6 separate regions of the Mus musculus genome follow, and regions 2, 3, 4, 5 and 6 are each linked to region 1. The links are chromatin contacts, called in public ChIA-PET, HiChIP or PLAC-seq and promoter capture Hi-C maps. All regions are on one chromosome and are shown on one strand. Each heading gives the region's core, a stretch centred on a gene start, on an enhancer-like site or on the middle of the called end of the contact. The rest is flanking DNA. Distances are from core to core; before and after follow the strand shown. Region 1 holds the start of Mnd1 (meiotic nuclear divisions 1). Region 2 holds the start of Sfrp2 (secreted frizzled-related protein 2). Region 3 has its middle 24 kb from the start of Sfrp2. Region 4 has its middle 30 kb from the start of Tlr2. Region 5 has its middle 21 kb from the start of Tlr2. Region 6 overlaps Arfip1 (ADP-ribosylation factor interacting protein 1).

Region 1 (3,489 bases), core at 197-2,696:
GAAAAAACCAAAAAAAAAAAAAAAAAAAAAAAAAGAAAAGAAAAAGAAAAGAAAAAGAAAAGAAAGTCCTCAAAACTGGGGAGGGGTATTTCCTTGTGGTAAAACACAGATGCCTTCAGATTATGAAGGAGACGCAAAGCCATCTGGGGATTACAGGCCTACGTTTGTAATTGTTTACCTGCCAAAGCAAGCCAAATCGAAATAGTAATTCACATTCGGAAAGAGGTCAAAAGTTTAACTTTGACCAGACTAACAGTGAACTTTTTCCTGCTCATATATAAAACTAATAGCAATACCTGCGTGAAGAGTTAAGAGCCATTAAATCCCTTTGGCAGTAGGCAACTGCCCTATAAAGAGGGTTAAATAAGAGGGTGAGGCCGGCACATCAATAATTCCTAGTTCCTTTTAGTCGGGTACTTAAATTCTACAAAGAGAAACATGATAACACCAAACACTGGTAACACTGTTGTTTTGAATCTGGTCCTGGGCTCCTTGGGCCATTGCATGCCCAGGTGGCCCGTCTGTTAGTTTAACCACAAAGAAGCCGTTATCAGTTATAATTACAGCTGGGCAATTTTTTTTTTTTCAAATAAATGCCCAACGACCTGATCCTTGTCCACCCTGTGTGACGACCAAAATTAACTAAATTAAGATATTAAAATCTGGGGTCACTCTAGCGACTCGTTGATACTCTGTCGCCAAAAGTGGAAAGAATGACACAAAACTTTGAAGGTAGTTGAAAAAAAAAAACGATCCAAAGGGCAGAGAGTCATTAAGTCCGAATAGACAACGGCGATTGGTAGTAAACCAGGATTGGCCCGCAGAGAGCAGGGTGGGGTGGGGGGTGGGGGAGGCTGGGGTGGGGGGTGGGGCGTCCTACCCTGCCCTTAAAGGCGGGGGTGCGGGGTGGGGTGGGGGTGTCACTGCCATGATCTAAAGGCGGAGTGATCTGGGCGGCTCCTGTTAGCATACTAAGTACAGTGGTGGGGTGCAGCTGAAAAAGGGGAGCGCCGTGCCAAGCAAGTAAAAGGCCCCGGGTTCTAATTCCAGGAGAACCGAAGGGCACTGAACACTTCAGTGGCCAACTCCGCAGCGCGTGCGCCCTGGGGTTCTCGGTCGGGAGCCGCGGATCGGTCCAACTTGCGGGGCTTCTGGATTCGGTTCTAGAACGCTCCGGTTCGGAACCAGGGCGGCGCAGGCCGCCATCAGGGCTCGGGCGCAGCAGTGGGCGCGGGGCCAACCTCACAAGGCCTGGCCAGGCACAACCCCTGCTGCCGCGGCCCCGAAGCCCAGAGGTGCGCGCGTCGGAGCCTCGCTCTTACCATGCTGCGCGAGGCGGCCTCCCTGTTTGAGTCTGGCGCCAACAACCGCGTGGGGTGGGAAGGACCGGAGGAAGTGCAGGGGAGATGCAACGACCCCTGGCGGCCCTGGTAGGACTGCGGGACCCGAGGGAGGAGCCGAGCCTGGGCGGGGCTTGAGAAGATGGGCAGGGCGGTGAGGGGCGCGGCCTGAAATAATGGGCAGGTCCAGTAGGGGAGGAGCCTGAGATGGGCAGGGCCGGACTGAGACCAGATGGACCAGTCTGGGTTGGGCAGCCTGTAGGCAGAAAGGAAAAGTTGGGGCCTGGCGTGGGAGCTGGAGCAGGGAAGGCTTCTGTTCCCTTCCCGTGCCTCTGGGGTTGCAGAGTTGCTTACTACTTAAGTGTTCAATGTAGCTTTTAGTTTTCTTTTTAAAAGGCAACTTTTGAGTCTTCGCTTTTAAGTGTGTTCTTTTAGCTTAAAAAAAAAAATATGGGGCTTTGGCTGCAAGAAACGAGTACATTTAGAAAAGAAATTCTTTTTCTATTTTATTTTATTTTTGTCTTATTTAATTTTATTATTTGGCTTTTTTGGGACAAGGTTTCTCCGTGTAGCCTTGGCTGCCCTGGAGCTCTCTCTGTAAACCAAGCTGGCCTCGAACTCAGTGATTTGCTTGCTGCTGCTCCCTAAATGCTGGGATTAAAGGCGAGCACCAACCTCTAGCCTTAAAAAGTCCTCTGATACAGAGCGGTGAGAGTGTACAGAGTAGTGCAGGTGTTCTGCATTACAAATGAAACGTAAATATTCTAGTGCTGCTGACTGTCAGACCTTAATAAAGAGTATGTGGGAGCTTTCTAAATTATTTCTTGCAACTACTAGTGAATCTGTCTCTCAAAGTTTCACTAAAACCTTTATTTTATAAGATAGGATAAACGTGATTAGCAAAAATCATCCAAAGCATTTACAAAGGAGAGCAATAGTCGGGGATGGGGGTGAGTATGTATCCAAACCTGCTTGCCATGCTCATACCCTGACAACAGGCATATAGCAGAGATGTTCCTGTCAATTATGTGACACAGAGTTTTCATCACATCCACTTTATTAACGCTTTTCTAGAGTTCTTAATTTGCTCTTTATCACAGTTACTTTTTTAAGTTTTTTTTTCAATCCTAGGTTTTCAGGACAGGGCTTCCTGACAGCAAGTCTCTCTCTCTCTCTCTCTCTCTCTCTCTCTCTCTCTCTCTCTCTCTCTCTCTCTCTCCCTTCCCCCTCCTCCTCTTCCTATGTTATTATTATTATTACAATAAAAATAAGTTTATCCAATCAAGTAACAACTATACAAATGCAAGCAATTTTAGTCATTTTCTTTTTGGTCAACCTATATTAGACCTGAAATCTTTACTGAAAGTTCCCAGGTGATGGTGAAGTGTGGTTGGTTGCTCATCTATGCACATAATTTATGTGTTTTAAAGACTGAGGTCAAAGCACAGAGTCAGTCAAATACTTGAGCAAAAAGTCAACCAATTAGAGCTTCTGTTGTACGGTGAACAGACCAGCTGAGAAGTAAAATGAGCTGTGTCAGTCCCTAGAGGCGTGTGGGCTTATGGAAAGAAACAATCTGAGTGCTGTGTGCTCAGCAGGGTGGGTTAGCCGGGGAACCTTGTCTCTAGAAGGCAAGCAGTTTGCTTTATAATCATCTCGCAAATACCTTTTAAATCCATGCTTTAAAGGAACTGGAATCATTCCTAGCTACTTAAAATACAAACTCTTATGAATGAGCCACAAACATCTTTCCCCAACCTTTCAGACTGTGAGCTCTGAGTCTTGTATGCCGTGGGAGGGAATAGCTGAACAGTTAACTACTTTAAAAGCAAGAGTTTCATCTGCAGAAGATGAGAGGTATCATCTTGTCAAAGATGGGGAACCTTCAGAGCTAACTAGCAGGCTACAATCTGGCAGTCTGTCATATTTCAGCCAAACAGGCCCCAGCCAGTTCTCAGACGGAGTGATGTTTCCTTTCTCTTCTCAGTGGTGTTCTTGTCCCCTATGTGGGTGGGTCTGATTTTGTTCCCGATCATTCTGACAGCTAGCATGCCCACACACTTACTCTTGTTTACCTGGTGTCCCCAATCCCCAGGATGTCACCTGTCAATGATGGCTTCCAACCACTCAGCAGCTGGTGGTGCTGGAA
Region 2 (3,649 bases), core at 931-3,430, 390 kb before region 1:
AGACAGTGAGTGGTCTACCCTCTGAGGAAGGCTACTGCCCTGCTCCCCAGCAGCGGGCTTGCCGCGCGGACACGCCTGTCACACAAGCATGCAATTGGCTGATGATGGACGAAAGGAGGGTGCACGACTCTAGATGGAGAGGAAGATGGAGCTTGAGCTTGAGTCCAGGCCGAGTGGTACTGATGTTGGAACGGTCTGCGACAACAAGCTATGTTTCTGACGACCCGGGCAAGCAAGCGGGCAGAAGCGAGAGCTTGAGCCCGGTGTTACTGGAGACTCCCGTAAGACTTCGGGCGACCCCTCCTGGCGAGCGAGACAGACGCAGGCTCCCCAAACAATGCCTAGGCCCGCGGTAGTGCGCCAGGCGCATGGGCAGCCCGCTGCACTCCGAAACACAAAAGCGAGTGACTCAAACTAGACGAATTGGTGGTGGGCTTCTTGATCTTCCACTCAGGGGATCGGCAGGCGGGAGGTGACCCCATGGATGTACTTTGGGGCCACGAGTAGTGAATACCTGAGAATACTAGAATTCCATTTCAGCGTTCAGCCTGTGTAGCTGTTTGGTTTAACTTTTTTGTATTTGTGTGGTTTATTTTCAAACTAGTTTTTACCTGGGGAGAAAGTCTAAGCCTCTGGCTGCTTCAGCTAGACACGGGAAGGTCTAGAGCCAATTGGATGGAAACGGCTCCACTCAGGCAGGCCTTCAGCAGAGCAGGAAAGATGGAGCTGGACTTTTAAAGACTCCCATTGCGGGCTCCCTCTGGGTGTTTACCTGCTTCGACTATGGCCAGAAGTGGGTAGGAAATAGCATTTTATCGTCCTCTCGTCACTCCTTAAACTCTCATAAACTGCGGGACCACAAAATGTGCTGACCCCCTAAATCCTGAGCTCACCATCCAGATGGATGGAAAATGTAAATCAGGCAGCAAACATCCAACCCAGCTGTTAAATCCAGGAAGCAGCAACAATGTGTCCACCTTACACTTGAAAGAGGATTGTTGGGGGGGGGGGGGGCAAAGAGGGGAAGTCACTACCCAGGACTTGCAAGGTCCCACTTAAAGAGAGGCTGACTCTTAAGACAAGGGAAGGTTTGGGGAAGAGACACCCCCCCCCTTAACCCACCCCCTGCGCACGTCCAAACTGTCTCTCTGTACTCCTTTCCCCGCCTGGCACCTTACAATCCACTTACCCTAACATTAGGTTCCCTGTTCTACAGAGCAGAGGATGGCCCGATGGGTGACCAGGATGGCGTGACCAGGATGGGTGACCAGGATGGCGTCCCTGGTTGTTAGGGGATGAATGGGCCAACTATGCTGAGGACATGACTAACTCTTGTGACCACAGAGGTCTCTGCCCGTTCCTGCCCACCTTCTGACCTTGGTACTCATAAGCCCCATTTATTGCTTTGGTGGCCTATACTGAGGTAATCCTGAACCCCTATGTATTAGAGCCCGTGCAGCCTTCAAGCATAGACATCTCTTCAGAGGTCAAATTTTCTCCTCCAAAGAGGAGAAATGGCGGGCAAATTCGTGATGCCTCTGACAAGTCCTCCACAGTGACAAAATCCTATAGACACCCCAGCAAAATAGCAACTCCGTGCATGGCTGCAATTCCATTTTATAAGTCAGAATGTGTCGTGAGGCTGTGGAATCACATTGCTCAAGCCAGTCTGCTCAACTTGGGCTGGAGAACCGGGAGGAAAAAGCCCAGGCCACAAAGAGTCTAGTACTGCTGGTTTATGGTTACTCGGGGACAGGGACGCAGTGCTGAGACTTAAAGGCTGCTGCACATCGATACGGGCGCAGGCCACGCGGGGCGTGAAACGCGTTCCAGCCCTGATCCGACTGCAAGGCAGCTAGCCCGGCTCCACGCGTGTCCTCGACTTTCGTTGCCTCCTCCTCGCTCTCCCCTCGCTCTCCCTGGGACAGGGTGGCCCGCGCTTGTCTGCTTGCAAGGCAATCACCAGAGCGCGCGCGCAGGGGCTGCTGCCTCGGGGTGGGGGCGCAGCCCGAATTTCCTGCCAGCGAGCGCGTGAGGGGCATTCTCAACGCAGCCAGCCCCAGAAAGTAGTGACCGGCCTCCTCGGATTACTCCGGTTTGGCTCCTCCCTTGCTCCCCCTCCTCCACCTCCAGATTTGCATAAAAAAGGCCAAGAAAACTCTGGCTGGGCCCCAGCCTCTGCTCACTCTGCTCCCCCGGGTCGGAGCCCCCCGGAGCTGCGCGCGGGCTTGCAGTGCCTTGCCCGCGCCGACCTCCCGGCGCCCGGCTTCGCGCGTTCGCGCCGCCCGCTGTCCAGAGCCCCCACGAGCAGAGCGAGGGAGTCCCGGACGAGCTCGAGCTCCGGCCGCCTCTCGCTTCCCCCGCTCGGCTCCCTCCGCCCCCCGGGGGTCGCTAGTCCACGATGCCGCGGGGCCCTGCCTCGCTGCTGCTGCTAGTCCTCGCCTCGCACTGCTGCCTGGGCTCGGCGCGTGGGCTCTTCCTCTTCGGCCAGCCCGACTTCTCCTACAAGCGCAGCAACTGCAAGCCCATCCCCGCCAACCTGCAGCTGTGCCACGGCATCGAGTACCAGAACATGCGGCTGCCCAACCTGCTGGGCCACGAGACCATGAAGGAGGTGCTGGAGCAGGCGGGCGCCTGGATTCCGCTGGTCATGAAGCAGTGCCACCCGGACACCAAGAAGTTCCTGTGCTCGCTCTTCGCCCCTGTCTGTCTCGACGACCTAGATGAGACCATCCAGCCGTGTCACTCGCTCTGCGTGCAGGTGAAGGACCGCTGCGCCCCGGTCATGTCCGCCTTCGGCTTCCCCTGGCCAGACATGCTGGAGTGCGACCGTTTCCCGCAGGACAACGACCTCTGCATCCCCCTCGCTAGTAGCGACCACCTCCTGCCGGCCACAGAGGAAGGTAAGCCTTCCCTATTCGATCCACCCACTCCCAAGAAGCCTGAGGTGCTAGGACCTGGGGAGTGGGGTGGGTGGGGTGGGGGACACCCCGCAGCCACCACTCCACATCCTAGTTTGTCCAGGCTGGAGGTCCCAACCTTGGATATGGCAGCTCTCCTTGCCCTAATCTGTTGCCATACGGAGTTAGAGATATCCACCCATGCGCCAAGATTCCTCCTTGGTTCTAACAGTTCCTCTTAGGTAGTTAAGAAAGCCAAACAAAAGTGGCAAGCCTTTTTTTAAGATTCTTGCTCTGCGTCCCCGCTTCTGAAAGCATTTACCATGATTGGGTCCTAGTGATGAGCACCCAGGCTCAGCCTCTCTCTGCACGTTCTTGTCCCACTGGATAAAAACAAACGATACACGTTGATCACCTTTTGAGATTGTTTTTTTGTCCTTCGCCAATGTAGGTTTGGAGATAAAAAAACGAAGACTGTCTGGGAGCGAGTGGAACCCTGACTATTGGTTTTAACTCCCCAGGTGTTTGGGGGAGAGAGGCTAAAGGCAATCAACAGGACTCATCTCTCTGTCACTATCTGCTTTTATCTTAGGAGTGGTTTTAATTAGCTGGGGAAAAAATCATGCAGAAGAGTTCCCTCAAGTTTTTAGAAAACAGAGGGAAGTTCATAGGCAAAAACCATCAAAGCAATGAAAACCTCATGCACTCTTGATACTTTTCCTGAAAGGAAAAAGTATACAATGTGTCTG
Region 3 (4,033 bases), core at 848-3,347, 370 kb before region 1:
GCTAGACTGCACCAGCCGCAGGCCAGGGCCTCATCACTGAAGATTAGTCAAGCCTTGCAGAGCCTAGCACCTGAACTTCCCGGTTTTGCCTGAATCTTTCCACCCTCCCCCTCTGACACATATCCCCGACAGGCACCCTGAAGGCTCCTTGGAGCCAAGAGACAAGTGTAGTGATGTCCTCACTCCACACTAGAAATAACTTTCCATTCTCCTGAGGCCCTGATCCACGCTGCCTGATATGACTTACCTAGACTTTCACAACCATGGTCTGGAGTGGTTAAGAGCCAAGGCAATAGATTCAGGCCTCTGGGGCTTCAAATTCCTACTGTACAACCTACCAGCTTTAAAGTGTTGAGAAACCTTTTCCCCAGTCCTGGGAATGGAATCCAAGGGTTTGCTTGGCACGATAGGCCAGGGCAGCACCATCGAGGAATACCCGCAGCCACTTTTCCAAGCCTCTGAACCGTCATGCTTTAGTTCCATGGAGACGGCAAGAATATGCCTGTGGGGGTGGGGGTTGAATATGAACAACCTGCTGTAACACCTGGCACACCGCAAGCATTCTGTGTTAGCTAAGGTTTTGGTTTTGGTTACTTCCATTCACAATTTCCAGGCCTTCACATCCTCTTTCCCTCCAGCTAGAGCACTGTCCCTGATCGTGCCAGGGAGATCTCTGGAGATAGTCAACAGCGGCAGCATCACCAGGAACCCTGTTACAAATAGAAATTCTCATGTCCTGGCCAACATCTCCTGTACCAGAGCACCTCAGGGAGGGTCCAGAAGTGGAGAGCTGTTGTAGCCTTTCTGATAGAGCCAAGCTCCCGGCATGCACACTGATCCTCACAAGTGGTCCTTGAACCTGCGTCTGTCCCTATCCTCTGCTAGGAAGTAAGTTTCCTGATTGCAGAGATGTGACCATCTAGCTGGTCATTTGATCTACGGTAGTAACATCTTGTGGGTGATGACGTAAAGGCACATCCTATAGGCTGGATGATTGACTGGGTGTTTCTTCATTGTATGCTTGAGTAAATCTACACTTGATGTTAGGAGAGAGGTGCCCTCTGAAGGTAGAGGGCAAAGGTACGTTGTGAGTGGTCTCCCAAGAGACCCTACAGGTCCTGGAGCACCACCCTGAGGACCATAAAGTTCTGCATACTCTTCCCTGCGGGACTTCTCAGCTTTGTTATCTTTGAAAGTACTGAAGGTGGAGGAACAGTGGACCCGGGAAACAAGAAAGCTCCAAGCTCATCGTGTGGGCTGCCAACCAGACTCTGTTCTCCTAATGGACCCCCTCTACCAGAGAGCTAAAAAGGAAACCTCTTTCTGCCTCCCCCTCCTTCCTTCTGTCTATCAACCCCTTCCCTCAGCTTCTTCCAGTCTTCTGCTCATCTCCTCTTCCTTCCTCCTCTTCCCTTCCTTTCTTCTGTGCTCTCCTCCTCTCTTCCTACCTTTTTTCCCTCCTCCTCTCCTACTCTTCTACCTTGCTGTCCCTGTCCTCCTCTTACTCTTTCCTCCTCTCCTTCCTCTTCCTCTCTTCCCTCCTCCGCCCTTCTTCCTTTCTCATGCCCTCTGGTCGCCCTCCTCCCTTGCCTTATCCTCAGCACACCGTTCTCCCTCTCCCTTTACTCTTCCTTTACCCTCCCTCTTCCCCACCACTGCCCCCTTGCCCACTCCGATCCATTGGTTCTGAACTCCCCACCCCTCTTCCTACCTGTTCCGGACCCTCCTCCAGCCCAGTCACCTCTGGTTCCAGCAGAGAGTACAGGGCGTGGTGGGACGCAGGACCTTTCATCATGTAGGAGGACCCGCAGAACGTGCCCATGCCACACTGAGGAGTCCCTCACTACGCTAGGGAGGTGCGCAGTGCATGGTGACCTGGGCTCCGGAGGAGGTACCACTGCAGCCACAGCCAGGCCACCCGCCCGGCCACTGTCAGCTCGGCTCCAACGCGGACTCTGCTACACTCTCCCGGCGGGGATCCGACGCGGCGACGATCATGGCGGAGCTCAAAGCGGCGGCCGTGCTGGAGGTAGCCCCGCAGCTCGAGCAGGTACCCGCGGGGTGAGAGCCAGGGACCCCGCACGAGTCCTGAGGATGTGGCCCCGCAAGCGCGAGACGCGGTCTGTTCTCCAAGACTCCGCCCACAGGGATGTAAGCCGGCCCCGGACGGAGGCAGGGTCTCCGGACCTTCTGGGAAATGGCCCCTTTCTCGTTCCTCCTTCTCTCCGGGCTTTCTTCCTTCTCTTCATCCTCTCTCCCAGGCTGTTCCCTATCTGTTCCCACCAGTTCCCACTGGCTCAGGGTAAAAGAGAGGCGAGGCACTGTACTTCCACCTTCTCCTTCCGCCTTGAGGTAATCAATCTAAGAGTGCTCTGAGTCACTAGATGTCACCTTAAAGGGTTACTTGCTGGGCTCTGCCCCAAGGTTCGGATTCAAACCTATGTGGTGGGGCCTACCTCCAGGGAGTTGATGATGCTGATACTTGAAGTTTCTCCGGGCTAGTTCTTGCCTCCTATTGGTGGGAACTGAAAATTCAGTCTAATCTTTGTGTTTGCTCATGGGACAGTTCTTCTGCGCTGGCCCACACTAGAACTATATGTACAGGCGAGATATTGAAACTATCAGAGACTGGCTTTTCTTCTGGAGCCTGAATCCTTAAAATAAGGACAAAAGTATCCCACTGAAAGTGGAAGACTGGCCACAAAAGACTGCTCCTGATGTAAGGAAAAGAGCAGGAGAAGCTGGGAGCGTGGCAGGAGGGTGTTCCTTTGAGCTGGTCTTAGAGAACTGATTGCTGCTTTCAGTTAGACTTCACAGAGCTGGGGACATAAAGAAAGACTGGAGTAGCTACTGATAAGGTTGTTTGTTTGTTTGTTTGTTTGTTTATTTTTCTCGAGACAGGGTTTCTCTGTATAGTCCTAGCTGTCCTGGAACTCACTCTGTAGACCAGACTGGCCTCGAACTCAGAAATCTGCCTATCTCTGCCTCCCAAGTGCTGGGATTAAAACCAATGCCCGGCCTGACAAGGTTATATATGATAATTCCCCACAGCTCTAAACCTCAGCCTGTTCTCTTTCCCCCTAATCACCTTTAGCATGTCTGGTTGTGCATTGTCTGAGAACCTCCATCAGCATCAAAGGTTCAAAAGAGCTGGCTCCTGGTCATATTTGTTGGCTGCTGGCTTCCTAGTATCCAGAACTGAGTCTAGCAAATGGCAAGTCCTCAGTATAGACTTGTTAGGTGAATAATTCACTGACCAAATGAAAAATAGGCTCAAACAGCATGACCTAGGGCCTCAGCTCCCAGTCCTCCTTCTCAGGCAAACACCAACCACCGGCCCTGTAGTCTAGTGAGCCAATTTAAATACCTTTTGTACATGTGAAACTTCTCAAATCTCACAAGCGATTTCAAACAATTTTTAAAGGCAAGAACCACTTATGCAGAAAGAGAGGTCATAACTTTTTCTTTCAAGAATTTTGTCTGGTGCAGTTAGGACAACAAGCTGTCTTATAAGAAGGGGATTAAGTTCTGAAGAGCACCTGTCTGGCATGTATGAGATTCTGGATTCCAATATACATATATGAGAAAGAGAGAGAGCAGTTCTCAGAAAAGAAGGGGAAATGGTAAGAACAAAGAGAAGTTTCTGAGAAGAGGAGGTTTGAAGGTAAGAAGACCTGGGTAGATGTCTCCAGCATTGACATGTTCTACTTTAGTGAAAACTGTAGCTCTCCACATGTAGCTACAGGATGTGGCAACTTGCATAGCCTCAAAAGTACACTTGGAGGCAGGCATGACTTAAGCACGGTCTCATGTTCTGTCTGGCATTTTAGAGCAGCCCAATCTCCTTTTGTCTGCTTGGTTTTGAGTTTTTATGACCTATGGCCAGGACTCAGCAGGTGCTCAGATGTGGTTAGGGGACGTCAGTAGTTTCTGAGTTCATTGTTCTGGCTTTGCCACTTGGAAAGACGTTAGAGTTAGTAAATAGAACCCAGAATTCCCTGGCATATGAGCCTTTGGGGGATTATCTCGATGT
Region 4 (4,003 bases), core at 1,482-3,981, 340 kb before region 1:
CCTCTGAGAGGCTTCATCCATCAGCTTGGGGACTCCTCTTATGGAAGAGTGGGGGAAAGGATTGCGGGCCTTGAAGGGGAAAAGAACTCCAGGAAGACCGGCAGAGTCAACATGGACCTTTGGGGTCTCAGAGACTGAACCACCAGCCAAACAGCATAGACAGGCTGGACCTAGTCCTCCCCATACATATGTAGCAGATGCGCAGCTTGGTCTTCATGTGGGTCCTGAACAACTGGAACAGGAGCTATCCCTAAAGTTGCTGTCTGTCCATGGGATATGATCTTCTAGCTGGGCTGCCTTGTGTGGCCTCAGTGAGGGAAGATGCACCTAGCCCTACAGAGACATGATGTTGGGGGGAGGAAGGGGGACTCCCAGGGGAGGTGAAGATTGAGGAAAGGACTGTGAGAAGGTGTCTAGGGAGGAGGGCAGTGAGCAGGATGTAAAGTGAATAAATAAAAAAATGAAAAATAATTAATCTTTAAAAAGGAAGGAAGGGAAGGAGGAAGGAAGAGAGAGGGAGGGGAGGGAGGGAGGGAGGGAGGGAGGGAGGAAGGAAGGAAGGAAGGAAGGAAGGAAGGAAGGAAGGAAGGAAGGAAGGAAGGAAGAATAGTGGCTTGCTGATAGGTCTGCTCTTAAAGTACAACTGTTGAAAAAACAACCCTAACAACCATTGACTTACAGCCCATCAGCTCAGTCTGTCCGGACCCCCAGTAGTGTGGGTTGGACCCAGCCAGATTAAATGTACCTCCTGGAGGCCACTTGGACTCTGGTCAGTGGTACAGACACAGAGAACAAGGAAAGAGTGGGGTCCCTACACCATGCTCTCTGGAAAGGGGCACAAGTAGCTGAAGAGGAGAAAGAGGAAGGGGAACAGGAGAGGACGTGATAGAGGCAGGAGAGCTGAGCGGGAAAACTCACTGTTACCCAGGTAGGCATCCCAGAAGCTGCTGATTCACTGACTGACGATCCTCTAAGGCCTTTCATGGGGGCATGTGTTAGTAACAGCAGCCCCTGGGCTCCGTGTAACACAGTGTGATTTTCAGAGTGCTTTCTTCTCTAGGTTATGTTTGAAATCTAGGTCACCCTGCAGGATAGGGAGACAGCCCAGATTCAATGCTCCCAGTTTCACAACTATAGTGATACTTGTATGTCCAATGCACTTCACTATTGAGGCCCTACACGGCTTCCTCTGAAGCAGTCAGGTGAAAGGACCAGGCTTGGGCGTTCTGGGGTAGCCCCATGTGATCTTTTAGACAACTACCAATTTTCTCATCTGTAGAATTAACTCACAGCTGGTAGGTAAGCCATTGTTATGGAATAGACATGGTGGTGAGGTTGCTCTCCACCAGAAAGAGTGTGTGTGAAGCATTTAGTGAGTGATGGAGGTCCCAGGACTGAAGTTTATCTAGTTCAGCATCATACAGCAAACTGGGGCGCCATTCGAGGTCCCCATCACTGAAGGAGACTGTGTTTATTTCTCTGATAACTGGTGGCCTTGCTGCAGATGTGGGTTGACCCTTTGTACTTCACTATAACGCTCTACTGGTGGTGGTTTCTGTCTACGTGGGGAATGTTCTCCATGGTTACAAGTTACACCCTCTTCAGAGCTTCCTGGAGACTGCTCTCAGGGCAAACACCAAGGTGTGTATTCCAGTCACTCCTCGTGGTCATGTTTAGTTCATCTTTAATTTAGGCTGAAGTTTTTATTGGGTTGGTCTTGGGTTTTGTTCATTTGTTATTGTTCTTGTTTTATTTTAAAATAAGAATTCACAATATATGGCCCCAAACTCACAATCCTCCTGCCTCAGCCTCTCCCAAAGTTGGAATTAATATTTGTATCTTTCCTAGTATTTTAAATGATAGAACCAAATACCTACATAGGTAAGTGATGCTGAAAATAATCTGCAGGCTTGCACTAGCACGCCTAGCTTTATCTCTTTCTTGTAAACATTAAGGAATATATGGAATTTCCCTCATTCGTGGAGTGTCTACAGGTTTCTAGGCATCCCCTAATCCTTTTTTTTTAAACCTTTGCAGTAAAAACATGTAGACCCTGGCTATCACAGCATCAATCCACATATCCTGTGCAATGGGGACTGACTTGTCTCCTGTAGAGTTCATAGCTGCAGACTTCAGTTGGCAGAGGCAGGAACAAAAGGAAGTGAAACTACTTCTTCTTTAAATCTCTAGAGCACTGTTTGCATGATTATTTTTAGCTCAGCGTTTTGTTTTATTCTCCTGTAAGTTGGGTCAAAAGCACTTTAAAGCCCGCAAGGACTGAAGGTTTACGATCTGACCTGACCATACCTAACACATCAGAAAAACGCGGAAGCGTGTCTAACAAGTGGGGTTTTAACATCGAGGGGCAGCCACCATCCTCTTGGGGTTTACACAATTCCCTGGGATCCTCCAGGCTTATATGGCCTCAGATGAGCTCTTTGTCCCTTCATCTGTGAGTGGGGTGCACGTCCTCACTGAGCAGCCCCTCCAGTAAGGACAGGAGAGAGTGTGTAGTGTTCACTGTTTGTGAGACAGTGGTGAAAATTTACCCTGTTGGAGAAAACAAAATCATAGGCTTCAGGGATACATAGTCATGATATTTCTCTCTGTGTGGATTTGCTTCCCCCTGTTAAATACTAAGAAAGATAAAACAAGAAGTTTTCCTTTTTAGCTTGGAAGAGGGGACATATAGAGTGAGAAATGTTTAAATAAACATGATGGTAACTATAACATACATTTTCTTTTGAGGAAGTTTATGAGTTTTAGGCCAGCCTGGAATACATAGTGAGTTTCAGATAAGCCTGTCTCAAAAAAACCCAAACCAAAACAAAAAAATCAGCTACATGACTGCCAGGTTTGCAGATAGTTAACTTAATTGCCAATTTGGAAGCCCTTGGGAGCAATGTCAGGAGACTATTTAGACATGCCAGAGGTCTTAGAAAGCTTTTTAAAGTCAGTAAAAAGTGAAAACATGGCCACCTCTCTCCTGACTACCAAATGCTATTTAAGATTTGTCAAAGTGTTTTGGGTTGCAGAATCCAAATGTGCTTGGCACTTGTACTTGGAGCAAGTAGTTCCCTGGCAAGGAGGGCATTTTACTTTCCCACTGTATAATGAATTCTCCTAGCTCAGTGCAGGCTCCTAAGCAAGTCAGCTCACCCAGTGCAGATACTTCACTACAGGAGTTACTCAAATTGGCTTTGCTAGCTTTTGTGACCCAGATAGCTCAGGTGTCCAAGATACCAGGCTATCTATGTCTGTGCCCACAGCAATCCCTTTCAACTCCTGCCTGCTCCAGACTCCATATACCTCAAGTGCTGCCCAAAGTCAAGGTTCCCACCGTGTTCCGAAGCAGAGTTTCTTAAATGTTTTCACCCCAAAACTTCTTCTGTGACCTCCAGGTATACAGGTATATAAAACACATGTGTGAATCCAACATTTACCAATGATAAACCACACGGTTTATCTTAAAGCAATTATTTGCTGAACCTTTACTTTTGCTCTTTGCTAAAGATTAACAGCTGCGCATGCTGAAATGGATTTGGTTTTAACACAGCACACTGCAAAATGGCATTAATTGGATATTTACATGCTGAGAAATGATGGTAGGGTAATATTTTCATATGGAGGCTGTTCTGAGGCAGGAACACAGTCTCTTGCCTGAAGTAAATTCAAGCAGCCCAGAAGCTCCAGGTTCTACTGTTCCCAGAAGTATGTGTAGCCCAATACGCAGGGAGATGAGCGTAGGGATAATCTATTTGTGACACTGATGCAGTATGTTGGGGACTTAGTGTGCCCAGTCTTTTCTTTTTTTTTTTGTGCCCAGTCTTTTCAACATGAATGCATTGTATATATAATATGTACATGTAGAATATATATATTCACACACGTACATATCTTTCAGGTCAGTGTTAGGAACTAGCCCCATCACTGTCACTTTACCAAATGAGGCAGTCATGGAAGAACTGTCAAGAAAGTTCACCAAGGCCCGTGGTGCCTAGCC
Region 5 (3,984 bases), core at 901-3,400, 290 kb before region 1:
CTAGTCCACCTAGATATCCTGAGGGAGAAAGCAGATCTGAGCTGGCAGGGCCCAGAACCAAACAAACTCTCAAGGTTAGCCAGTGTTCTCTAGAAAGGCTTTATGATTTAAATTAGTTTCTTCTCTAGTTTGTGGTTCATCTAGTCGGTCTAGTCAGATTGTTGAAAAGTCTGGATAAAAATGATGGGGAGGGGGTACTTGTCCTGGGGAGAAAAGGGAATATTTATCATACAATCCTTTGTTCTGTTCGCCCTTTTCCTTCTATTTCCAGAAGTCAACAGCCTCTTCTTGGAATAGATACTAGAATTTGCTAAGTGTGGCAATTATCAACAATACCACAAACCAACCCTGAGCACTTCCTGGGTACCAAAGGGCTGAAGCCCTGCCTGGGCTTCATTTGGTAAAGTAGCCCCCCAGGACACCATATCTCTGACATAAAAAATAATATTCCAAGCTGAAGGGGTCAGCAACCCTATAGGTGGAACAACAATATGAACTAACCAGTACCCTCAGAGCTCGTGTCTCTAGCTGCATATGTAGCAGAAGATGGCCTAGTCGGCCATCACTGGGAAGAGAGGCCCCTTGGTATTGCAAACTTTATATGCCACAGTACAGGGGAATGCCAGGGCCAAGAAGCGGGAGTGGGTGGGTAGGGGAGCAGGGTAGAAGGAGGGTATAGGAAACTTTCGGGATAGCACTTAAAATGTATATAAAGAAAATATCTAATTAAAAAAAAGAAAAGAAAAAAATAATATTCCAAAGTGATTTGGAGAAGCGTCTGGCTACTTAAAGGGTGCTGAGACATAGTCTCTGAGCTACCTTGCTGGCTGTGAAATCTGAATCAAGTTATCCTGGCTGTAAAATGTTTGTAAATGTTTGTAAGGAAGTGTGTGCACAGGGCACAAATGGTGCCTGGTGTTCATAAGTGCTAGATACAAGTTGGACTGTTAAGAACAGCCAAACAATACATTTATGTTATAGAAAATAAAGTGGAAAAATGAAGCTGCCTGCCCATATGCATGCAGAAACACAAGGCAGGAGAGTAATAATAATAATAAATAATAGGATGGCAGAAATTACACAGTTATGGGTTGAATGAGCTAAGAAATAGAATTGTAGGTCCACTGCAGAGGAATATCTGGACTCACTAAATTACAGTGCTCCAAAGCTATGTTGGCAAAAGATAACAACTACAGGGAAAAAAAACTGTGAATGCATAAAGATAGCTAGATTAACTAACTGTGACTCACCTTTCCTAAAAAGCATTTGTTTCTAAGAAAATAAAGAATACAAACTGATTGCAGGAAAATTATCAGGGAACAATCTCTCTCCCCTCTCCCCTCTCTTTCCTCTCCCCTCTCTCCCCTCTTTTCCCTCTCTTCCCTTTCCCCTTTCCTCTCCCTCCCTTCTTCTCCACCCTCCACAGTTAATTTTCCACTGCTCCTTCGCTGAGGGCATCTATGGTGCAGACCAAACAGTGGGCCAGGATTCTCCCATCATTCAACTCTTGAGAAAACAGACTCCACTAACAGCTATTACTTGAGGGAAGAACTAAGGAGCCTATGGTTGCTCACGGAATTGTATCCTTGAAAGTACTGACTTGGCTGTGTCTGTTAGCTCACACACGGAATCCCAAACTTGGGAGATGACGACAGGGAGATCTGAAGTTTGGAGCCCCCCTAGGCTGCGTGAAACCCTGTCCCAAAACAAAACAAAACAAAACAAACAACAAAAAGGAATGTGATTATAATCAGACTCTCAGTCATTTACATTTTATATGAATCAGTTCAAGCTGTTTTATTCCACCAAGTGCATGGCCAGTTTCTCTGAGGAAAACCCAATGATGTTTCTGTTAAGGGAAGGCTCCAGGCCAGGACTGCCCAGGTCAACAGCAAATGACAACTTTCCTCTCAGATATGAGGAGCCCAGCCCTCGCGTAGGGAGAAGCAGGGGATTTCCACAGTTTTCCAAGGACAAGGACCAACTGGAGTCAGCTGAGAACGAGCTGGCTCTCCCTCAGAAACTTCATAACAAGTCTAGAGGCATCCAGAGTTATTCTAGGACTGGCTCCACCCCAGCCCCTGGGCTCCAGTGAGTGACTGAGCTGAAATTCCACTGTTGCATAAGTCCCTTTAGACAAGTTTCAGTTTTAGGAAATGAAAGTGGCAAGCTGTGACATCTATATTTCCTCTGATTGAGCCCTCCCCATGCCTGGCCTCACACCAGGCCCCTCCCCTCAGGCTGGTTCAGAAAGGTTTTGCTGCAGAGGAGTGCTAGGACAACCACTGGGTACCAGAGAGGTGCTGAGTGAGTGCTTGTCACAAGCAAGAGTTTGTGTACCCTCTTAGGAGCCTGCCTTAGCCAGCCAGTGGGGGTGACCAGAGGGAAGACAGGGTTCTCTCTGCCCTTGAGAAGCTCACAAAATAGAGAGGGAGATGAACTGAGTAATTCATACCGAAGGAACCAGTCCCGTGTGTGTGTGTGTGTGTGTGTGTGTGTGTGTGTGTGTGTGTGTGTGTGTCAGAGAGAGAGACCAGTTCTTTCAGGGCTTCCCTTTAGGCAGTGTCTCTGGACTTTGCTGATTCTGGTAGAAGGCACATAGCTGTGGTTATATTTAAGTGTCTTAGATGTTCTTTGAAGATACACCCTAAACAGTCTCCTGAATGTGTGGGTAAGCAAACACTCTCCACTATATTCTATTATTCCCAATATTGCAGCTGCTGAAACCTAAGTCTTGGACAAGAAGCCCACTTAAAACAAGAACACATCTCAACTCCCCTTGTGGTTAGCTGTTTCCATAGCTGCACAATAATAGGCCTGATTTGTGACAGCTTTAGTGACCATTGTTTGGACTGCCTGCTTAGCAGTGTTCATCTAGCAAGTGGCTTTGGTAGAGACTGTCTCCTACCAGGACAGAAGTAGATCGCATTGAAGTAGAAACTTAAGTGTTTTGTTGGGGCAAACATGTGAACCAGTGTTTTCCTAAAGTGGATACAGGTGAAAGGATGTTTTTGTTAAAGTAGACACCTGAAGGAATGTTTGACTGAAATAGGCAGGGATGAAAGAATAAGGCAGTCTCAGGAACATTTCACTGAAGTAGACACACGTGAAAGGATATTCTGTTAAAGAAAGCACATGAAAGGACACGTAATAAAAGACTCTTTGTGTGTGTGTGTGTGTGTGTGTGTGTGTGTGTGTGTGTGTGTGTGAACAATACAGGTATTGGCTCACCTTACACTATGTAGTTGAGCTCCATTTGGCAGGACTCCATAGAGAGAAGCGAACTGTAGGGCTGTGAAAGGCAGCCTGGTTTCTGGTCGAGCAGAGGCTGGAAACCCTAGTGGTCCTGAAGGACGGCAGGCATTTTGCCACGCTCCCTCCTGACATGAGGCCGCAGCTCTCCATAGATTTGTGGCCATCAGTCACTTATGGGCAACGCCCCAAGCCCCTACACGGGGAGAGGACCTGACCTGTGGTCACATAGCCTCAAGACAGATCTCCATTTTAATGAGGTACCTAAAGGCCTGAAGGGCTTAGCCAATTGAGCTCTCCTTCCCAGACACTCCTCCCTACAAAAGGTATTTAACCTCAGGCCCGCCCTGAGAAGTGGGGTATGGTTTTATTTATCTAATTTCCACCATGACAATAAATGCCTTAAAACTATGAACTGCCTCTTTTCTTCGGGATCCGCTGTAGGGGAGCCATGGCCAAGGCCTTCACCTATAAAGCCATTGTTGTCTATTCTCCCAGAGAAGGCCTCTCAGTGCTCCCAGCCACGGCCACACCAAGCCAAGCCCCACTCCCCCAAACAAGCCAAGGACTCTCTTCCCCAAGAGATCCAGCTAGAGCTTTCCCCACTTTCCCCTTCGACCCCAGGCCCCACTCCCATTTTCAGCTCTTCTGTGGCTCTCAGCAGCGCCTGGGTGCCCAAGAGCCTGAGAATCAGATGGCCCCAACCTCTGTGCAGGCCGGGACCCCGAGCCA
Region 6 (3,777 bases), core at 891-3,390, 360 kb after region 1:
GGGGTTTTTGAGACTGTCTCTATATAGCCCTGGATGTTTTGGAATTCACTCTGAAGCCCAGGCTGGCCTTGAACTCACAGATATTGGCCAGCTTCTGTTTCCCAAGATTTTTTAAGATTTTACTTTTTACTTTTCTCGAGACAAGGTTTCCCTGTGTAGCTTTCACTGTCCTAAACTCACTCTAAAAACCAGGCCGGCCTCAAAGTCAGATACCTGTTTGTTCTGCCTCCTGGATACTGGAATAAAGGTGTGTGGCCTGTGCCTGGCATCCAAGCCCTGCTTATTTTTAACCTGTACTAAATTTAACAAACTAGATCTTTCTGGGCTGACGAGGACCACTGATTCGCTCACTGAATGGTGACCCACGCTGGCATCTTCTGTGTTTCCAGTGAGCTGAGTTCATCCTCAATATGCTTGTGAGGACCCAATTGCAACAAAACGGCATAATGCAAACTATTATTATAGACAGGGAGTGACTGGACATTTAAGAAAGTGTTTCTAAGAACAAAAATATGACACAATTAAAATTTGAAGGATGGTAAAAGAGTATATTAGGCAATAAAATTGGTAGAATGCCTCCAAAAGAGAAAAGTGTGGGCACGGGCATAGACAGATGAGAATTAATTCAGTGTATTACAATCCAAAATTAATGTCCAGTACTGGAAGACATTTCAATTAGAATAGTAGGCAGCCTCCCGAGAGGCAGGATTTTTCCCTGTCCAATTACATTAAAATATTACTTCAGCAGGAGGCCTGTGATTGGACGGGGAAAAGGGAGGTGGAGCTAAGAGTTGCAGAGACAGAAGAGTGAGGAGAGAGAAAAAGCCAAGATGGAGTTGGAGGGACAGGAAGAAGAACCTGAAGCAGCGTGGCTTTAAATAGCCACAGGTAGTTATGACAGCATAAAGGTCTGAATAACTGGGATAATTTGTCTAATCTAGGTGGGCAGCTTTTATCATTATCAATTGGTCCTGAATTTATTGTATTGGTAACTTGTGAATTGAGAATTTATTGATATATAAATCTGACTTGTTAATTATAAACTTCTATAGTTTTGTTTCTACCATGTTGCTGGGTGTTGTAGTGGCTGATTGCAGGGTGGAAGGTCGTTGGGTGGGGCTGGAGAACCAGCAAAGGGAACATGGGAGCTCTGACCCTGCCGGATAGTTGGTGGGCAGAGAGTAGCCCGGCGGGACCTCGCTGGGAAAGAGAGTGGCCCGCAGTAGTGCAGTAAGCATGCAAATCTTCTTTAATATTTCCTGTAACACCCACAGTTCCTGATAAACAGTTCGGAGGTAAGCCAGCAAGAATAAGCAGTAAAAAGCCACTGAAGAGCTGTGATTTGCCCTGACTTCATTTGTTTAGGATAAAGAGCTGGCCCTCTAATGGTATAGCAGGGAGATGGACTGGGTAGACTAAAAAAATGTGCCAGTCTCAAGACTAAGGGGAATAAGACGTCTCAGAACTAGAACAAAGGCAGTAAGGATTTAGACAGGCATAAAGAGCCAATGGGGTAGGACAAACTTAAATTTGGCAACAAGTTAGTTAAACCCATGGGTTTAGAGGCTAAACTACCTTTCACTCGCTTTCCTGTCTTCAGTTTGCATTGCATTTTTTGTGTTTCCATTTTTCATTTATGAATAGGAACAATAATTACTATAAAACTTCATACCCATGTGTATTATATGACATTGGGCAATAATCAAAACCTTTAGAATGCTTAGTATTAAAAAAGGAAGAGCTAAAAGCAAGCTACAAACAAAAAAGTAGAAGCAAACTAAAGCTGGTAGGATGTCATGAGCGAGGCATTTCTTAAGATAGCAGCGCTGGCTGAGATAGATAAAAAGTTCCAATAGTGACCTCACACTCCTTAGCTTTGACACTCATTTTGTAAAAGGGAAAAGCAGAACTTCCCAGCAAAGCTTCTCTAAAAGCACTCAGTGCCACCCAGGGATGGGCACTCAGCCTTCCAGGCACAACTTTCACCTCAAGATCGCCAGCCTGAGCTTGTACTCTCAGGAGAACAGGTGTCCGAATCTGAAAAGGTTGCAATTGTCTGCCTTGTTGGTGCTGCTGTGGAGAAACACTGACCGGGCTGTTAGAGGAGGCCAGGAAGGACTTGTACACAATGCAGATGGGGTTAACAGACCACCCAGCATCCGCCTTAATTACCACTTCTAATGCTGGTCATATGGATGACCCTTGCCCTAAAAGGCAGTAAATTTGTCAAACAAAAAAGAAACTGCTACTTAAAACTTTGAAGTTTGGACTCTTCTTCAATATTGTCCCTTAAGAAGCCAATGTCCAAGTATCACTATTAACCAAGCCCTCAGAGAATTGATAAGCAGAGATCAAGCCCCAAGGTAAACTTAGAGAATATGCTAGTATAATTTGAATGAAAAAGGATGCTTATGGGATGACATCATTGCCAGTTTGTCAGGCACACAAACGAGGCTGTCTGAAAGTTTCCTTTAAGTAACTATCCAAAGGTTCCGAAAAAGCCAGTATACCATATATCCCGAGACCTGATACCACATTATCCTCTGAGGTTCTCATATAATATGTAAAAACTGTTTTTCATGAAACATGAAAATTTTATGGGTTTAAAAATTACATTATTATTGTTTAGTTGTGCTAGGCAATACACTACCTCTGAACTACACTTGCAGCCCAAATTTCAGATTAAAAGACAGGAAGCCAAATGAACATTTGAAATGACAGGTAAGCAAGCCACCCAATCTCTGCAGAGCTACTTTACTCCTCGGTAAATCAAATATAAGTGTTTTCTCTACTGAGCTGTGCACGGTGGCACCTGCCTGCAGCCCTAGCACCCAGGAGGCAAACAAGTCAAAGAATTCTTATCTTTGAATCTTCTAGACTCCTAAAAACTGGAAAAACTAAAAAGCAAAACAAAAAACAGATTATAGATAGATTATGATAGACAAATTTAGCAAAGATCCACACAGCAGTAGAATCCATGAAAAACACAATGTGAGAGAAAAGATTTAAGCAGACAGATCATTACTGCAGATGCTGCTGAGGGGAGCTCTACAAGAACACTTCCAATGTCAGTGAGCTAAGTCTTTAAGTAGACTGCTTCCAGTTCTGTTTTTCACCACCTGATTTTATGTTAATAAATAATTCAAATAAAAAGTAGGCCTTTAGCCTAAATAATCTGCAAACCAGGACCCTCCCACTTCCTACCAGATAGTCTGAGCTGTTACCGTGATCTTTATTTCTAAGCCAGTAACAATGCCACGTTAATATTAAACTGGAAATTACAAACAGCACAGAACAGAAGCACTTCTCCTTGTAATAAAAATCAAAAATTAAGTTTTCCACATACCTGAGTTTTGACCTGTATAAAGCATAGGCTATACAGACCTAAGAATAAGTATCCAACTACAAAATGGTAAGATACATGCTTTCCGAGTTCTCACAAGCACTGCCATTAGTTAGGGTAAGAGGTCAAATGTTGTGTTCTACTCCTACAAGCTAAGACTTGGCACCATCTTCAACCATGCTATGGAAATGTAACATAAAGGCAGCATTCCAAGTGTTCAGAGAACACTACCAGAAAATGAGGCTGACAATAAGCATCAATGTCAGGACACAGGGGAAAATGCACGTGGAATCAAAAGTTGAAAAGTTATTATGGATGTGGTACTTTTTAAAGAATATTCTTAGATATTTAAAGTTAGTTATTACTATACATTTTGTTTACCTAACAAAATCATGAGAGGGATATACATATAAAATAGTACATTTAGAAATCTG

Evidence for each region. Promoter capture Hi-C pulls out the DNA fragments that hold promoters and counts their contacts. ChIA-PET counts read pairs in DNA pulled down with a chosen protein or histone mark. HiChIP or PLAC-seq counts read pairs in DNA pulled down with a chosen protein or histone mark.
Region 2: an H3K27ac HiChIP or PLAC-seq map of embryonic stem cells shows a contact between it and region 1, with 8 times the contacts expected there. The contact joins the promoter of Sfrp2 here to the promoter of Mnd1 in region 1. A contact is called at or near these places in 9 of 39 promoter capture datasets (the 3T3-L1 cell line, the C10 cell line, the HPC-7 cell line and 6 more), 1 of 15 datasets of contacts at CTCF or cohesin (embryonic stem cells), 1 of 484 Hi-C or Micro-C datasets (embryonic stem cells), 4 of 115 datasets of contacts at active chromatin or transcription factors (all in embryonic stem cells) and 1 of 9 other capture datasets (embryonic stem cells).
Region 3: a contact with region 1 is called in an RNA polymerase II ChIA-PET map of memory CD8 T cells, with 38 read pairs. The contact joins the enhancer-like site here to the promoter of Mnd1 in region 1. A contact is called at or near these places in 15 of 39 promoter capture datasets (the 3T3-L1 cell line, the C10 cell line, cranial neural crest and 8 more), 1 of 15 datasets of contacts at CTCF or cohesin (embryonic stem cells), 14 of 484 Hi-C or Micro-C datasets (B cells, the Ba/F3 cell line, the G1E-ER4 cell line and 5 more), 13 of 115 datasets of contacts at active chromatin or transcription factors (the NIH/3T3 cell line, bone marrow-derived macrophages, embryonic stem cells and 4 more) and 3 of 9 other capture datasets (adipose tissue, liver and macrophages).
Region 4: a promoter capture Hi-C map of pre-B cells shows a contact between it and region 1. The contact joins the enhancer-like site here to the promoter of Mnd1 in region 1. A contact is called at or near these places in 8 of 39 promoter capture datasets (the C10 cell line, HPC-7-derived erythroid cells, cranial neural crest and 4 more), 1 of 15 datasets of contacts at CTCF or cohesin (embryonic stem cells), 1 of 484 Hi-C or Micro-C datasets (embryonic stem cells), 8 of 115 datasets of contacts at active chromatin or transcription factors (the NIH/3T3 cell line, bone marrow-derived macrophages, embryonic stem cells and 3 more) and 2 of 9 other capture datasets (liver and macrophages).
Region 5: an RNA polymerase II ChIA-PET map of memory CD8 T cells shows a contact between it and region 1, with 9 read pairs. The contact joins the enhancer-like site here to the promoter of Mnd1 in region 1. A contact is called at or near these places in 5 of 39 promoter capture datasets (the 3T3-L1 cell line, the C10 cell line, embryonic stem cells and 2 more), 8 of 115 datasets of contacts at active chromatin or transcription factors (bone marrow-derived macrophages, embryonic stem cells, large pre-B cells and 2 more) and 4 of 9 other capture datasets (adipose tissue, embryonic stem cells, liver and 1 more).
Region 6: an H3K4me3 HiChIP or PLAC-seq map of bone marrow-derived macrophages shows a contact between it and region 1, with 5 times the contacts expected there. The contact joins the enhancer-like site here to the promoter of Mnd1 in region 1. A contact is called at or near these places in 13 of 39 promoter capture datasets (the 3T3-L1 cell line, the C10 cell line, cranial neural crest and 8 more), 1 of 484 Hi-C or Micro-C datasets (nephron progenitors), 1 of 115 datasets of contacts at active chromatin or transcription factors (bone marrow-derived macrophages) and 1 of 9 other capture datasets (adipose tissue).

Annotation. Positions count from the first base shown.
Region 1 is chr3:84,154,340-84,157,828 of GRCm38.p6, forward strand. It overlaps Mnd1 (meiotic nuclear divisions 1), which reads right to left and starts at 1,447. Exons shown (of 8, transcript NM_029797.3): 1 at 1,323-1,447. The coding sequence starts at 1,325.
Region 2 is chr3:83,764,141-83,767,789 of GRCm38.p6, forward strand. It overlaps Sfrp2 (secreted frizzled-related protein 2), which reads left to right and starts at 2,181. Exons shown (of 3, transcript NM_009144.2): 1 at 2,181-2,903. The coding sequence starts at 2,402.
Region 3 is chr3:83,787,859-83,791,891 of GRCm38.p6, forward strand. It overlaps the pseudogene Gm7115. Among named protein-coding and RNA genes, the nearest start is that of Sfrp2, 24 kb to the left of the region's middle. Within about 2 kb of position 2,098, at least 133 of the 459 cell types and tissues checked have an H3K27ac peak or open chromatin away from gene starts, as enhancers often do. A contact at or near this core is called in the N1E-115 cell line, adipose tissue, embryonic stem cells and 4 more, where this site is marked.
Region 4 is chr3:83,809,985-83,813,987 of GRCm38.p6, forward strand. It overlaps the pseudogene Gm7115. Among named protein-coding and RNA genes, the nearest start is that of Tlr2, 30 kb to the right of the region's middle. Within about 2 kb of position 2,732, at least 59 of the 459 cell types and tissues checked have an H3K27ac peak or open chromatin away from gene starts, as enhancers often do. A contact at or near this core is called in bone marrow-derived macrophages, hematopoietic stem and progenitor cells, microglia and 1 more, where this site is marked.
Region 5 is chr3:83,861,006-83,864,989 of GRCm38.p6, forward strand. No RefSeq gene overlaps it. Among named protein-coding and RNA genes, the nearest start is that of Tlr2, 21 kb to the left of the region's middle. Within about 2 kb of position 2,151, at least 223 of the 459 cell types and tissues checked have an H3K27ac peak or open chromatin away from gene starts, as enhancers often do. A contact at or near this core is called in adipose tissue, bone marrow-derived macrophages, liver and 3 more, where this site is marked.
Region 6 is chr3:84,511,146-84,514,922 of GRCm38.p6, forward strand. All of the region lies in intron 7 of Arfip1 (ADP-ribosylation factor interacting protein 1), which reads right to left. Among named protein-coding and RNA genes, the nearest start is that of Fhdc1, 34 kb to the left of the region's middle. Within about 2 kb of position 2,141, at least 7 of the 459 cell types and tissues checked have an H3K27ac peak or open chromatin away from gene starts, as enhancers often do. A contact at or near this core is called in bone marrow-derived macrophages, where this site is marked.